Regions from separate parts of the Mus musculus genome. Here regions 1 and 2 are each linked to region 3. The links are chromatin contacts, called in public Hi-C maps. All regions are on one chromosome and are shown on one strand. The core of a region is the stretch at or near the end of the contact, and the rest is flanking DNA. Distances in the headings are between cores, read along the strand shown.

Region 1 (4,439 bases), core at 1,290-3,789, 1.5 Mb before region 3:
AGTAAACTAGCCATCAAATAAAGCAAACAAGTTTTGACATTGTTGCAGGTTCTAGAGGGAGCCTCTTGTCTTCTCAATGGAAAGAATTCAGTCAAGAGACATGGACAGTTTAAGTAAAAATCTATTCAGCAAGTCAAAGCTATACTTCAGAGAAAGATTGGAGTGGGATGTCCAAGTGGGTCCACATTGTGGTTTTAAGGGAAGATCTTAGGATTATTTACTTTTTTTGTTTTTTTTTTGTTTTGTTTTGTTTTACAAGACAGGATTTCTCTGTGTAGCCGTGTATTTACTTATTTTTATTTGGTTTTGGTTTTTCTTTTCAAAGATTTATTTATTTATTTATTATATGAAAGTACACTGTAGCTGTCTTCAGACACTTTTCTTTTCAAAGATTTATTTATTTATTTATTTATTATATGAAAGTACACTGTAGCTGTCTTCAGACACTCCAGAAGAGGGTGCCGGATCTTGTTATAGGTGGTTGTGAGCCACCACGTGGTTGCTGGGATTTGAACTCAGGACCTTCGGAAGAGCAGTCAGTGCTCTTAACCACTGAGCCATCTCTCCAGCCCCCTGGTTTTGGTTTTTCAAGACAGGGTTTCCTTGTTTAGTATTGGCTGTCCTCAAACTTGACTCAAACTCACAGAGATCCACCTGCCCCTGCCTCCCAAGAGCAGAGATCAAAGGCGTGCACCACCTCTGCCGGGCCGATTTTATGATTATAAGGTATGATGTCTCTTTTCCATTCCCAAATCATGATTGGCCAAATCTCCCTTTTAGGATATACCCATGATCCTCTTGAAGAGCCCACAGAGAGGCACACCACCACAATATAAATGATAGCATGATAAAGTGGGGGTCTTCTGAAGATGCAGATCTTTGTTAATGCCCACATGTGGCAACTGGGAAAGCCCTATGGTACCTTAGTCTCTGACAAAATGGACAACCTATCTGCACATTCAAGGATGTTTACCTGCAGAGGAACATCTTGACCACCGGAGAACATAGCTACCAAGACACAGCCCAGCCTCCTCATTATCTAGCTCCTTGTGTCTCGTGTCTCAGCGCTTCATTTTCAGAGGGGCCACCGATATGATCTGAGTCATCCACCCTGAGTACTTCCTAGGTTGACACCAAGTTCACTTGTCTGTGGCTTGCAGAAGGTTCTTCCTCGTTTTTAAATGTCATGTCATCTGCCTCTGTCCAACTTCCTGAGGAGGTCAGAGGCCTATTAGAAGGCAGGGCAAATGCCACTAAATCTCATGAGGAGAAGTAGAGTTCCTCAATATGGAATGGGATCCCTTAGTGACTACATTTGTCTTCAGTGCTCCCCAACAGCTGTCTAGGTGAGGTCAGGGTTACAGAACTTGGTACCTAGTGCCATCTTCCTTCTCTGAAACAGGGGAGGGTTCCTTTAGCCCCGGCACTGTCCCCTCACATTCTACAACTTTTCTGAGCCTTATCTATAGTCTGTTGGACTCTGTTCAGAGCAGCTGTCCTTAGTGTCCACACAAGGATGAGGGCTAGCACCCACCCTTTCCCTCCAGAGCTGGCACCAAGTTCTCACACGCAGACGTCTAGGTGTGAGACCTTCTCCTGGGGTGGCCACGTGTCCCTAAACTTTCCAAGAACTTTAGCTCCCAGCCTTTCCTAAGGCTCTCTTAAACTTTCCCAAGAAGCCTTAGTTGGACAGATCTTCCCATCTGTTGTCAGCAAAGGGCAGGTGCTCGGTTACCACCATCTATATCATCTTCCTGATTGGCAGAACTCCAGCCCCCTGCCTAACCCTCAGGACTTCAGAAAAATCCCAGAAGTTCGGCCTTGGTTTTCTTTAGTTTTCCTTTTCCTCCCTGGTGCTGGGCATGGGAGTCAGGACCTTGACCACTCAGAGGCAGTGACCCGCCCCTGAGCTCCACCCCCCAGCCTCTTTGTTATTTCTTTATTGAAGAGATGTGGGAGAAGCTGAATGGCTGGACGTTGTGCTTACTCCTATTTATGAAAAGAGCCAAATCTACTGGCCTCTTAAAGACACGCCTTTCGGAAGACAAACGGGACTCAGCTGGCCACTCGCGCCTTCAAAGGCGTGTGGGTCCACGGGACCTACGCTGGGACTCTGCTACCCCAGGCCAGACCAGCCTCGAGGGTCACCTTCCTCTCCCAAACCACTTTTGCGCGCAAAAACGCCGCGACCTAGTCATCCTCTGCTGGAACTCTGTTCCTGAGCGAACCCGCGCGGCTGTCGGGAGGCGCAGGGACTAAGGGGCGCTCCCGCGCCTGCGTACAGGAGCTGAGCGAGGCCCGGCGCTCCCAGCAAAAGTGACAGCTCGCGAGTCACGTGGTGCTCTGGAGGCGTGGCTCCCGGCTTGCTCCAGAGAACTCGTACGTCACGCGGGGGAGGAGGGTGGGACTGGGCGTGGCGCCCCCTGTTGACTGACAACTCTCTCCGCGACACATCCAAAGGGCCCGACTGCTCGCGCGTCACGTGCACCTAAAGGGGCGGGGCGCTCCCGCTGACTGACAGCCCGCTCCGCCGCGCCTCAGAAGGACCCGGCACGGCTGGTCGCGCGGTGCATCCGCGGCAGCTGCAGACCCGACGGCGTCCTGCCCGCCCCCCTGCCCGGTCCCGCGGGCCGCCGCGGCGAGAGGGCCTCGGGCTGCGGTGCTGCGCTCGCGAGGGGCTGTGCGGCGTGGCTGCGCCGGGACCGGTGAGGAGGGGTCGCTGGCGGCGTGGGCGGGTCGGCTGGACGGCCGGTGCGGCGGGCAGGGCTGTCATTCTGCTGGTCTCAGTGGAGGGCCGCGAGCTGCTCAGAGGCCACGACCGCGCCGGAGCGGGCTGGGAAGGCTCGGACCCCGAGGCCGCTTCTAGGATTTGGGAAGACTCGGACCCAGTCATGCACGGGTCTGCGCTCGCCCGGAGTTGCAGGGTTGATGAGACGTGGGAAGGTGACAAGGGGAGGAGGAAGCAGGCTCGGCGGTCCAGTCCAGTGCCGCACACGGGTGCGACCTACGGAGTGAGCGGGAGCGCGGCTCTGCCGGCGCAGGTGCGCTGGCACGGGCTGGGCCCCCGACGTGGAGCTGTCCCGGTGGTGAGTCAGAGGTAGAGGTGAGCTGGCAGCTGGCAGGCCGGGCTACCCTCGCCCCAGCTGGGATCCAGCCTGTAACCCGATGCTGAGGTTCTGATTCATTCCCTTCGATCTGCCTCCCTCCCAAATCCTGAAAGCAGGACAGCGACACAGCATGAACCCCAAGACAGGGCAAAGAGGCTCGGGCATTAGTGAGCCGCATCCCTTCCCTCTTTTCCACACTGTGGTCAGAAGTAGGGATGTTTAGGCCTTTGAGGACCAAGATGGCAGATAAGCTGTTTTGACGGGCTCCGTGGAAAAAGTTGACACCTGGGATTTTCTTTTCCCCTCAAACACTGGTGATTTCTGGTTGGTGATGATGAGCTAGCTCAGTCTCTGTTGCAATCCAGAAGTTTCTTGGGATGGTTGTCTTTTGGATGGTCTGTGTCAGCTCATGTGGAGTGGACTCCTATCTCTTGAGAATGTCACAAGTATACGCGCATCACAAATCTTAAAGAAATTGAAGTGAGTTATCTCCGCAGATGCTAAATGCATTCTATCTTCATGGCAATGTTTGTTTCTTCCAAGGTAAGTGGTTTTAGAATAACCCCAAATGGCGCTGAGGGAGCTTCTCTGAGGACAGCCTCCCAACCCCCTGCGCCCCTAGAGAGCTATTGAGTGGGCAAGTCATGTGAATACCCCGGCTTTCTTTCCTTTTCTCCCTTCTTCGTCTTCCTTTCACAAGCGGAAAGTCATCGAGTTAAAAGGAAACGTCAAGGGGCTGAAGAGACGGTTCAGCCAGCCCTTGAGAGCATATTCTGATCTTTGAGAGCTCCAGAGTTCAGTTCCCAGCACCCACCTCAGGGGGCTCCCAGCCACCTGTAACCCTAGCCTCACAGAATCTGATGCTCTTTTCTCGCCTCCTCAAGCCCCTAGTCACACGCATACAAAAAAGTTAAACAATAAAAACAACTAAAAAATGAAATTTCAAAAGCCAGATGCAATGGTATAGACTTGTACTTACTATTAGTACTCCAGAAGCGGAGAAAAGAGTGTCATGGGTTCAAGGTCACCCTGGGCGGTATAACAAGACCACGTCTAAAGAGAGGAATGGAAAGCTGAATGACACCCCACTTCAGGATGACAATAGGAGAATGACTTCTCCTGTCACTCGGTTCTCTTGCTTTGGTAGCTTCCAGAGTACTTTCAACAGGATCTCCTTGTTCATCTCCACCATTAATTTGGGAGTGGCAAGTATCATTCCTCCTGTGACACAGATGAAGAAACCAAGCCTCGCTTGTCCAGGGCCACTTAACTGTTGGAGGCAAAGAAAGCTCCACAATACCTTTGTTGCTAAAAGTGCTGGGTATAGTAGCT
Region 2 (4,181 bases), core at 1,481-3,980, 1.5 Mb after region 3:
GCCCATCTGGTTTAGTGAGATGAAAGACTGACAGAGCAGCAGGACTGACATGGCTAACCTAGAGAAAAGCATCTCACAGAAACATGCAGGTTCAAAGGCTGGTAGAAAGTTAGACTGGTCAGAGAGGAATTCTAAACTAGGTGACACTTTAAGGGAACTTCTGGCAAATTTTGCTGTGTATTGTTTACCACAGGAGGACAAAGGGAAGACAAGAAAAAGAAACACTCCTAAAAGAATCAAGCTAAGGTCAAATTTAGCGGTATCTTTTGGGTTGCTTTTCAAGGAATGCACGAGGCAAGCACAAAGAAGAGAAAAATGTCATAGCAACTTGGCCTTTGTTCCCTCCCATCCCATTCCATTCAGGATGGCCAGCCTATCACGGGAGATCCTGCTCTTAAGCGTGAAACTACAGAAAGGAGAACAACAGCTGAATGGAGTGTGGGGGAGGAAACACCAGCTATATGGAGATCCAATCCAAGGGTCACAATCAAAGTTAAGCAAGGCATTTTTGTTTTAGGTATAGCTGCAAAGTGACATTGGAGTATTTGTGCAATCATTTCAAAAGACACAGACAGAACTCTAGTCTTCAGAGCAGCTAGTGCTCCAAAAAGAAATAAAGGTCTCAGGGCAACAAGTACCATTCTCCGAGACTCTACCATGGAACTACCCAAATTATACCACTGACTAGGACTGCACACAGCAAAACACAGTAACTGTTTCCATAGCTTTCTCCACAACCCATTATCACCTACAGTCTTTGCTGAGTTAAGTCTCCTTATCCCTCATAGGCAACCCAACAGCCTAAGTAAAATTTTACGTACAAATGTGCACTTCTATTCAGTAGTTGAATGGAAGAACGTGTTGAATGGAAAGTGTTCAAAGGACCACAGAAAACTCACCAAATAGGTACAAAAACCAAATTTTTCTACCGGAAAATTTGTAAAACTGCCCAGTTTTCTCAAGTGGGTGTAAAACTTCTCACGACTGCAGAAACCACTGTGAAACATGAGAACTATACACATGTAACTAGATTTCGGAGCATACAGCCTTCCTGTGAACCAGCTTAACCTTCACCAGTCTTCCAAACCCCAGACGAGCTTTCCAGAAACATAACAAAAACAGAAAAACCTACAGGAGCACCAGGTAAAGACAAGGCCTTGAGAAAAAAAATGAGACTCCACACCAAGCCACATACATAGGAACTGAACCGCACATCCGTCTGTGAAGGGGCTAGATCCATGTGGCAGGGCCAACCCTGCACACACGTACACACACACACGGGCGCGCGCGCGCACACACACACACGCACACACACACACACACACACGCACACACACTCTCGCAGCTACCGCCTTGCCAGGGGATGATGAAATGAGGAACGGAAATTAACATTTCAGGCAACGTCTCACATTGTTCCTTGAGGCCAAAGGCTGCTCCTGCAGCCGTCGCCTACACCGCTTTCCTCCCACTCTCCCCCCCGAGTCCCGCCTTCCCCTCCCCCAGACGCCCCCCGCCGCCCCGCATTCCTGCCCCCACTCGGGCCTGCGCGCCTCCGCACCCCGCAGCTCCAGGTCCCCGGCTCGCCCGCCCCCTCCGGCTCGGCTCGCAGCCCGAGGGCCGCCTGCTCCCATTTCAAAACACGATAATAATAGGGACGCTGGGAATAACAACTACCACCAGCCCGGCGACGGAGCCCCTCCCGAGGGTCAGAGGTCGGCGCCCCGCGCCACTGAGGACCCCAGGGACTCCCGGGAGCCCGCCGTCGTCCTCACAGCGTCCCGGGACCCACTAACGCACCATCGACCCTCGCTCAAGGCCCGCCCTCGGTCCTCACGGCCGCCACAGCCCACCCCGGAGCCCTTCCTTAGCCTCTCTCGGCCGCCCGACCCCCGGGACGCCCCGAGGCCGGCCTCGGAGCCCGCCCTCGGCCCCTCATGGTCGCTCGCAGGACCCCCGCGGCCCACCGACCGGCCTCTCGCGGCGCACGGCCCGCCCCGGGGCACCCGCGGCGGCGGGCAGCGGAGGAGGCCTGCAGGCCGCAAGGCCGCAGGAACGCCCGACGCCCTCCCCGACCACCACCCCCCAGGTCCCCGGCGCCTCTCACCCGGCTCCGAGGGCGACGCGGCTCCGCGGCGGAACGGCGGCGGGGCGCGGGCGCTGCCCATGCAGCCCGCGGCCGCGTTTCCCGGGCCGCGCGGCCCGGGCGGGAAGGCGGCGTCGGCGCGCGGGCTGGAGGCTGCGGCGAGTGCGGGGCCGGCGGGATGCAAGCCCGCCCTCGGCGTGCAGGAGCTCACGCGGGGCCGCGGCGCTCGCGCGGACGCTACTGCGGGGGCGTCTGGCCGCGGACTCCGCCGCGGCGCCTCCCCGGCTGGGGCCCTCGGTCCATCGCGCTCTGTCGCGGGCGGCCTCTGGCTCCAGGACCCAGCGGTGGCTGCGGCGGGCGCCGGCCGCATGAGAGCCTCCCGCCCATTGGCTCGCCGTATCCGCCACCGCCATTGGCCCGCCCCGCAGAGCGGCAGGGGCCGCTTACGTCACGTCGGAGAGGAAATGCGATGCCGGGGTGAAAGGGCTCAGACGGCCCGACGGCTTCCGTAACAGGCACGGGGCGGCGCTAGGGAGACGTCCGGGAATGATTGGCATCCGTGCGTAGGAGACCCAGGCGGAGAAAGCCGCTGGATTGGCTGACCTCCCTGCCACGGGACACGACGATTGGCCCTACTCGGTGCCGGAAGTGATGAGGCCGCGGTCTGGAAACAAGGTTGTTGTCGAAGGAGCCAGAAGGTGGGAGCCGGCTTGTACCGGCTGGCCTTGCGCTGCGGACGCGAGGTCGTGTGTCGCCTGTGAGCCTGTGTGAGCTTCGAGAATGTGTGTCTCTAGCCGGCAGGAGGCTCTTGCAGGAGCAAAGGCAGCCGGGATGATGGCCGCGAAGGAGAAAGGCGGCCTCGGCCCCCACCCGCGATCCGGCTCTTTCCTGGAGGTGTTCCTGGACTGCGCTTCGCTCCGAGTCCCGTGAGCCACGTTAGCAACCGGGATGTGGTGAGCTCCAGACTCTGCCCGGAGGTTTCCTTAGACACCGCGCGCGCTTCAGCCGCCTCCCTTCCCCGGCTCCAGAACTTCACCGCGATGGTTCATGAAACAACAACAACAACAAAAAAAAAGGTTGACGAACCTCAGAGCTAGGCAGCAAAGTCGCATCGTCATGTGCCTGATTGTTTGAATTTACAGAACGCGGAAAAAGTTTAATGATGGTTTGCGTTAGTAGTGATTTGGTTTGCAAACGAGCTAAAAATTCGAATCCCAGCGCTGTAGTGACCGAGACAGGCGTATCCGGAGCTCAGAGTACATTGTTGTGAACATTTCGAGTTCAAGATTTGAGTTCCATGAAACCTTTGTCTCAGAAAAATGCATAAAGTAATTGTGACGAGTCTGATATGTTGGTATAGGCTTTTTATCCCGGTACTTAGGCAGAGGCAGGCTGGATCTCTGAGTTCCGGGCCAGCTAGGGCTACACAGTGAAAGCCAATTTCATAATATAATAAAATATAAAATAACAAGTAACCAGGGCTGGAGAGATGGCTCGGCGGCTAAGAGCACGTGCTGCCCTTCTCGGCACCCACCTCAGACAGCTTCACAGCCACCTTCAGAGGACTTGACATCTTCTGACTTTTCAGGAACTCACACCCGAGTAGAGTACTCACACATATAGACTACATATAAATCTTTTAAAGTAAATGGGACCTGGGGAGATGACCTGTCGGTCAAAAGCACTCACTGGCTGCTCTTCCAGAGGATCTGGGTTCGATTCCCGGCATCTGTAACTCCTGTTCTAGAAGATCTAACATTGTCTAGGGGCTCCCCAAACATGCACTAGTACACATACATATACACAGAAAAAAAATACGCTTCTGCACAGAAAAAAATCTACAAAAAAAAAGTTTTAAGTAGTCAAACTTCCAGCCTTGTCCTATTTAAAGAGCATCTGTGTATTTGTGAACCAGAAAAGCTAAGTGACTAAAATCAATATTTATACTTCTTTGTTTTGTTTTGTTTTTGACTTTTGGGGTTTTGTTTGTTTGTTTGAGACAAGTTTTCTCTGTGGAGCCCTGGCCTTCCTGGAAATAGTTCTGTAGAGGGTTTGGGTGTTTTGTTTTGTTTGTCTGTATAAACAAAGTCTTTACAGA
Region 3 (4,621 bases), core at 1,334-3,833:
TGAAGAGTACAAAGCCAGCCTCCTCTACATTTGGAGATCTTGTCTCACAAAGGGCTGCCAGGTACCCTGTCATCATTGACCACGCTCAGCACTTTAGCATGCCAGACACCACCTGCGCACAAACATCCAAGGCCAGTAACTACCACAAGAGTTCAAAACCAAGTGAGAACAAAAGAAACACAAAACAGAAATCCCTTCCAGATGATCTGAATAAAACCCACAGACCAAAGGGGGAAATGCGGGGTAAGGGCGGAAGAGACTGCTCAGAAGTTCAGAGCACAAACCGCTCTCGTGGGGGACCGAGTTTGGTTCCCAGCATCCACACAGAGGTGGGTGGTTCACAACCATTTGCAACTCTAGTTCTAGGGGGAGTCGTCGTATGCCTCTCTACTGGAGCCAGTAGGTACCTGCAATCTCTCTCTCTCACACACACACACACACACACACACACACACACACGTGCGCACACATACAAATAATAATAATAATCTTTTTTAACGCTAAGTGTGGTGGCTTACACCTGCAACACCAATACTTTGCGGCCTTTTGGTTCCCAGGCCTTTACTTTCTCAAAGTTGGAATTCTGGTGTAGGTGAGACGACTTGCTCTCTATCGAGAGCTGAAGCAGGGGAAGAGGGGGGCTAGAAGAGGCTCTCCCAGGCTGCCCCCACCACTTTCCACACTGGCAATGGGACTCCATACATTTCTGCTCATAACTCTCTTGGGAGTATGTCCCAAGCTCCAGTTGAGCTAGCATGGCCAGAGCACCCCTCTGAAATCTCTAGTTTCACAGAAGTCTGTGATCCTGGTCTTAGCAATGACCTACCCAGGCCCCCTAGAGTTCCCCCAAAATCAGCACAGGCCCAGCAGACCAATGGAGAGCACTCTGGAGTGTGCCCGGGTGTCAAAGGTGCACACGCTAACCATCAGGTGAACACCAGTCAAAGAAAGCCTTGCTGCACAGACCAACAACCTGAGCTCCATGCCCTGAACCCAGAGAGGAGAGGTCCTCAACCTGTGCGGTGAGAACCTGAGGACCCATTAGCGGTTCACCTAAGACCACTGGCAAACACAGACGTTTACATTACAGTTCTTAACAGCAGCAAAATTACAGTTATGAAGTAGCGACAAAATAACTGTATGGCTGGGGGTCACCACAGCATGAGGTGTATTAAAGGGTTGTGGCAATAGGAAGGTTGAGGACCACTGCCAGAGAAGAAACAGATGTCCTCTAACCTCCAAAGACATGCATGCCCCTCTCTCTCTCTCTCTCTCTCTCTCTCTCTCTCTCACACACACACACAATAACAATAAACAGAGTAACAGAGTAATTTGTAAAAAAGAAAGAACAGTGCTCAGACAGAAGCTGAAAACAAACATCACCCATCCTGTGCGACTAAAGGTTACTACTGAGGATCTTATACAAGAAAACAAGACAAAAGACAAACAGGACGTTACATTGGGCCAACAGACATACCAGTCATGTTCAGGACTGAAGGCTTTGCATACTTATTATAAAAGCCCCTACCCAAGTCACAATCCCACTCAGACGTGGGGTAAGATTACCCCAACTTCCCACAGTGCGAAGGTAAGGGGAGACAAGCCAGAACCCTGATGTCAACCGTGAAATTACACAAGAACCCTGCAGCAGGGAGGACCTGGGGAAACCGCTTCCTCACACAGCCTGCCATCCCACAATCCCACTTGGAGAAGTGCAGGCTCACGAAGATGAACCACCCCAGAGGTTTTCACAAGATAGATGTAAATCCCCTGCATTTCTACAAAATGCACAAAGCAGTCTCCGGCGTGCTGTGGCCAGAAGACAGAAAAGGCTGAAGCCCACACACAGTCAGAGCACTAGCCTGTGTGACATGCAGGCAGTGGAATCCCTGATGTTCCCTTCACGGAACAGCAAGCCTCCAGGACACACACACACACACACACACACACACCAACAAGCCATTCAGGCTGAGTACCGTGATGTATGTACACGGACGTAAGGCCTTCAAATGGGACTGTGGCCGCTTTGCGTCCTCATTATTCCTGCACCGGGAGGGTGGGCTGTAGGTTTGGTTTAGGGGGACGGGGTCTGACATTTTTAAAAACAGGATCTCACTCTGCAGCCCTGGCCTGCTAGCTGTCTGGTTTTCTCACTCTGCAGCAGGCCTGGTTTGGAACTCCACACCATGCTCCTGCCTCGGCCAAGTGTCCGTACTAGGGGATGCACCCGCTCACCCTCGCGGCAGCGCCGTCTCCAGATGGTGTCCGTGTGCAAGATTCGGCGGAACCTGCTGCAGACCTGAGCCAGGCTGGGCAGGTCGGTGCCGGGCAGCGACGCGAAGATCTCCACGAGCAGCTCAGGCGGGAGCTCCAGCAGAGAGCAACGCGCCGGCCCCGCCTCGATGCGCTCCTCCTCGGGGTCCGTGTCCGCCTCACTGTCCGCCGCCGCAGTCTCGGCCGGGCCGCGGCGCTGCTGGCGGCGGCGGCACCCACGCGCGGGGCCCACGCCGCAGAGCCGAGCACACACCGCCATGCCCGTCACCACCGCGGAGGCGCGCACGCGGACGCGCACGCACAGCGCTCTGCGCAGGCGGCCAGGCAGCCGTAGTCCCGCTTGCAGGCTCCTCAAGCTCCACCCCAAGCGTGACCACGCCCTCCGACCCCAACCCCTCACACGCCCCCATGAAGACTCGCCCCGCCCCTAGACGCTCCCACCCTTCCAAGCCCCACCCAGACGCTTCGCCCCGCCCCTTGAGCAGTAGGCCCCGCCCTACGTGTTAGGTCCACGCCCTTGTATGGAGCCACACCCTATTTCCAGGCTCCGCCCCCAAAACGTTTGGCTAGAAACTTAGGACGCCCAGCTGCTCACTAAAAGAGGGTCGCCGGGTTCAGCTCCGGAAAGCCCCGCTCCTAGCATGACCACACCCCTCCCACAAGTCCCACCTCTGACCCCGTTTACAGGGTAGAACGAAGGGGTTTTACCTTAAGCAAGAAAACAATGCAGGATGCCCCGTGTGAGGATCGAACTCACGACCTTCAGATTATGAGACTGACGCGCTACCTACTGCGCTAACGAGGCTCCTTAGCAGCAAGCTCGCTGCCAGGGCCTTTGCACAGGTGGTGGCCTCGCCATGAACAAAATCTGGCAAGGGAAACCATAAACCAAAGCTACCGTCGCCTAGCAACACTACATCTAAACTAACTTGCCAAGATTACCTTGGTTGCAAAAGGAAAGGTCTGGTGCTCAGTGAGGTGGGAGTTCCTGGTGTCCCCAAACCTGCTCTCCAGCTCACATTGCCCCGCGCAGCACAAGGCGTCTAGAAACTTCCCTCTCAGGAAAAGAGTAGTCTGGGGTATCCTCCGCAGCTCTGCCCTTAATGACCCTATATAACAATATCGCCTATTTTTTATTATTAAAATTAACCGTTTGCGTGGCGGTCTCTCATCCCAACTTGGGGCTAGGGGATCAAGGCAGGAGGATCAGAATTACAAGGTCACTCTTGGCTACTTAGTGACTTTACGGCCAGCCTGGGCTACGTGAGACCCTGTGCCTCCTAGCAGTCCGCTCAGTAAATTATCCCAACAAGCAAACAGATATTACCTAATGCATTCGTTGATTGATTAACAATAGCATTAAGCAAAGGCTCCACTTGGTGGCCTGTAATCCTAGACCTTAGGGAGATGAGTCAGGAGGGTGGGGACTTTTCAGGACAACCTGAGCTATGCGGCAAGATTTCATGTAAAAAACAAAACAAAACAAAACAAAAAAGACTTAAATTACCTGATAATATTAACATCGTGTAAAAGTGTAGCTGAGCACACGCTGCCTCTTGTCCCCGTGTGTTAATGCCCACGGGGGAGGGTAAGCTCTTTGTGGGCATGTGGCTGAGACCCTAGACTGTCTGCTCCAAGATGAACCCTTCTGGTCTATCATTCATGGGCTGTCAATCAGCCTTCACTGAACAACTGTGAGAGGGGTGTGTGTGTGTGTGTGTGTGTGTGTGTGTGTGTAGATGCTGTAAACAAAATGCTGGCGAGTTCCGCATTGCTCATTCACTGTAAGCTATTCCCTGACCTCCTGGCCTCTCTGACTGCCCAGGTCACATTTCTCACATTCTAGCCCTGGCTTCTGTCTCACCTCCATTTGGTCCATCACCTCACTGGATTGGGGACGGGAGGGAGCGGGAGTGTGCCCTGAAGAACACAGTTCCCAATCTGTGGGGACCTCACACCCTTCTCCCCAGCTTCAAAACCACTCCTTCTAAGAAGCGTCCCATGTTGTCCCTCCGGGGACTATGCCAGAGCAAAGGTTATGGCTTATTATAAACACCAGTTGGATGTGGCAAGCAGCAGGTTGGGGGAGGGGGGTTTACTCTCCAAGCGAGCCTGTAAAATAAAAACAAACAAGGTGTCATGCTGAAGAATGAGGAACCTGAGGCCGAGAGGGAACAGAAGGTACTGGTGGTTGCATCAGCAACCTTTGCAGCTGGCAGAGGAGGCTGGGCACTACAGCGCTGGGCGTGCTTCCATTCCAAAGCGTGACACTTGCTCTGTTTACATCTTGGTCTATTGCAAATCAAAAACAAAGCCAGCCTCCGTGATGTGACGGCAAGCTCCAGTA

The links. Hi-C and Micro-C count contacts between places; a contact is called where the count stands out from the background.
Region 1: a contact with region 3 is called in a Hi-C map of CD8 T cells, with 3 times the contacts expected there. The contact joins the promoter of 6430548M08Rik here to the promoter of Fbxo31 in region 3. A contact is called at or near these places in 1 of 39 promoter capture datasets (pre-B cells), 5 of 484 Hi-C or Micro-C datasets (CD4 T cells, CD8 T cells and regulatory T cells), 1 of 115 datasets of contacts at active chromatin or transcription factors (astrocytes) and 1 of 9 other capture datasets (adipose tissue).
Region 2: a Hi-C map of reprogramming fibroblasts shows a contact between it and region 3, with 9 times the contacts expected there. The contact joins the promoter of 2810013P06Rik here to the promoter of Fbxo31 in region 3. A contact is called at or near these places in 1 of 39 promoter capture datasets (pre-B cells) and 1 of 484 Hi-C or Micro-C datasets (reprogramming fibroblasts).

Annotation. Positions count from the first base shown.
Region 1 is chr8:120,111,613-120,116,051 of GRCm38.p6, forward strand. 6430548M08Rik (RIKEN cDNA 6430548M08 gene) reads left to right here and starts at 2,540. Exons shown (of 13, transcript NM_172286.4): 1 at 2,540-2,705.
Region 2 is chr8:123,039,845-123,044,025 of GRCm38.p6, forward strand. 2810013P06Rik (RIKEN cDNA 2810013P06 gene) reads left to right here and starts at 2,731. Exons shown (of 1, transcript NR_045268.1): 1 at 2,731-4,181. It overlaps Ankrd11 (ankyrin repeat domain 11), which reads right to left and starts at 2,440. Exons shown (of 13, transcript NM_001081379.2): 1 at 2,105-2,440.
Region 3 is chr8:121,576,223-121,580,843 of GRCm38.p6, forward strand. Fbxo31 (F-box protein 31) reads right to left here and starts at 2,584. Exons shown (of 9, transcript NM_133765.4): 1 at 2,236-2,584. The coding sequence starts at 2,533. It overlaps n-TMcat17 (a tRNA gene), which reads right to left and starts at 3,079; the gene lies at 3,007-3,079.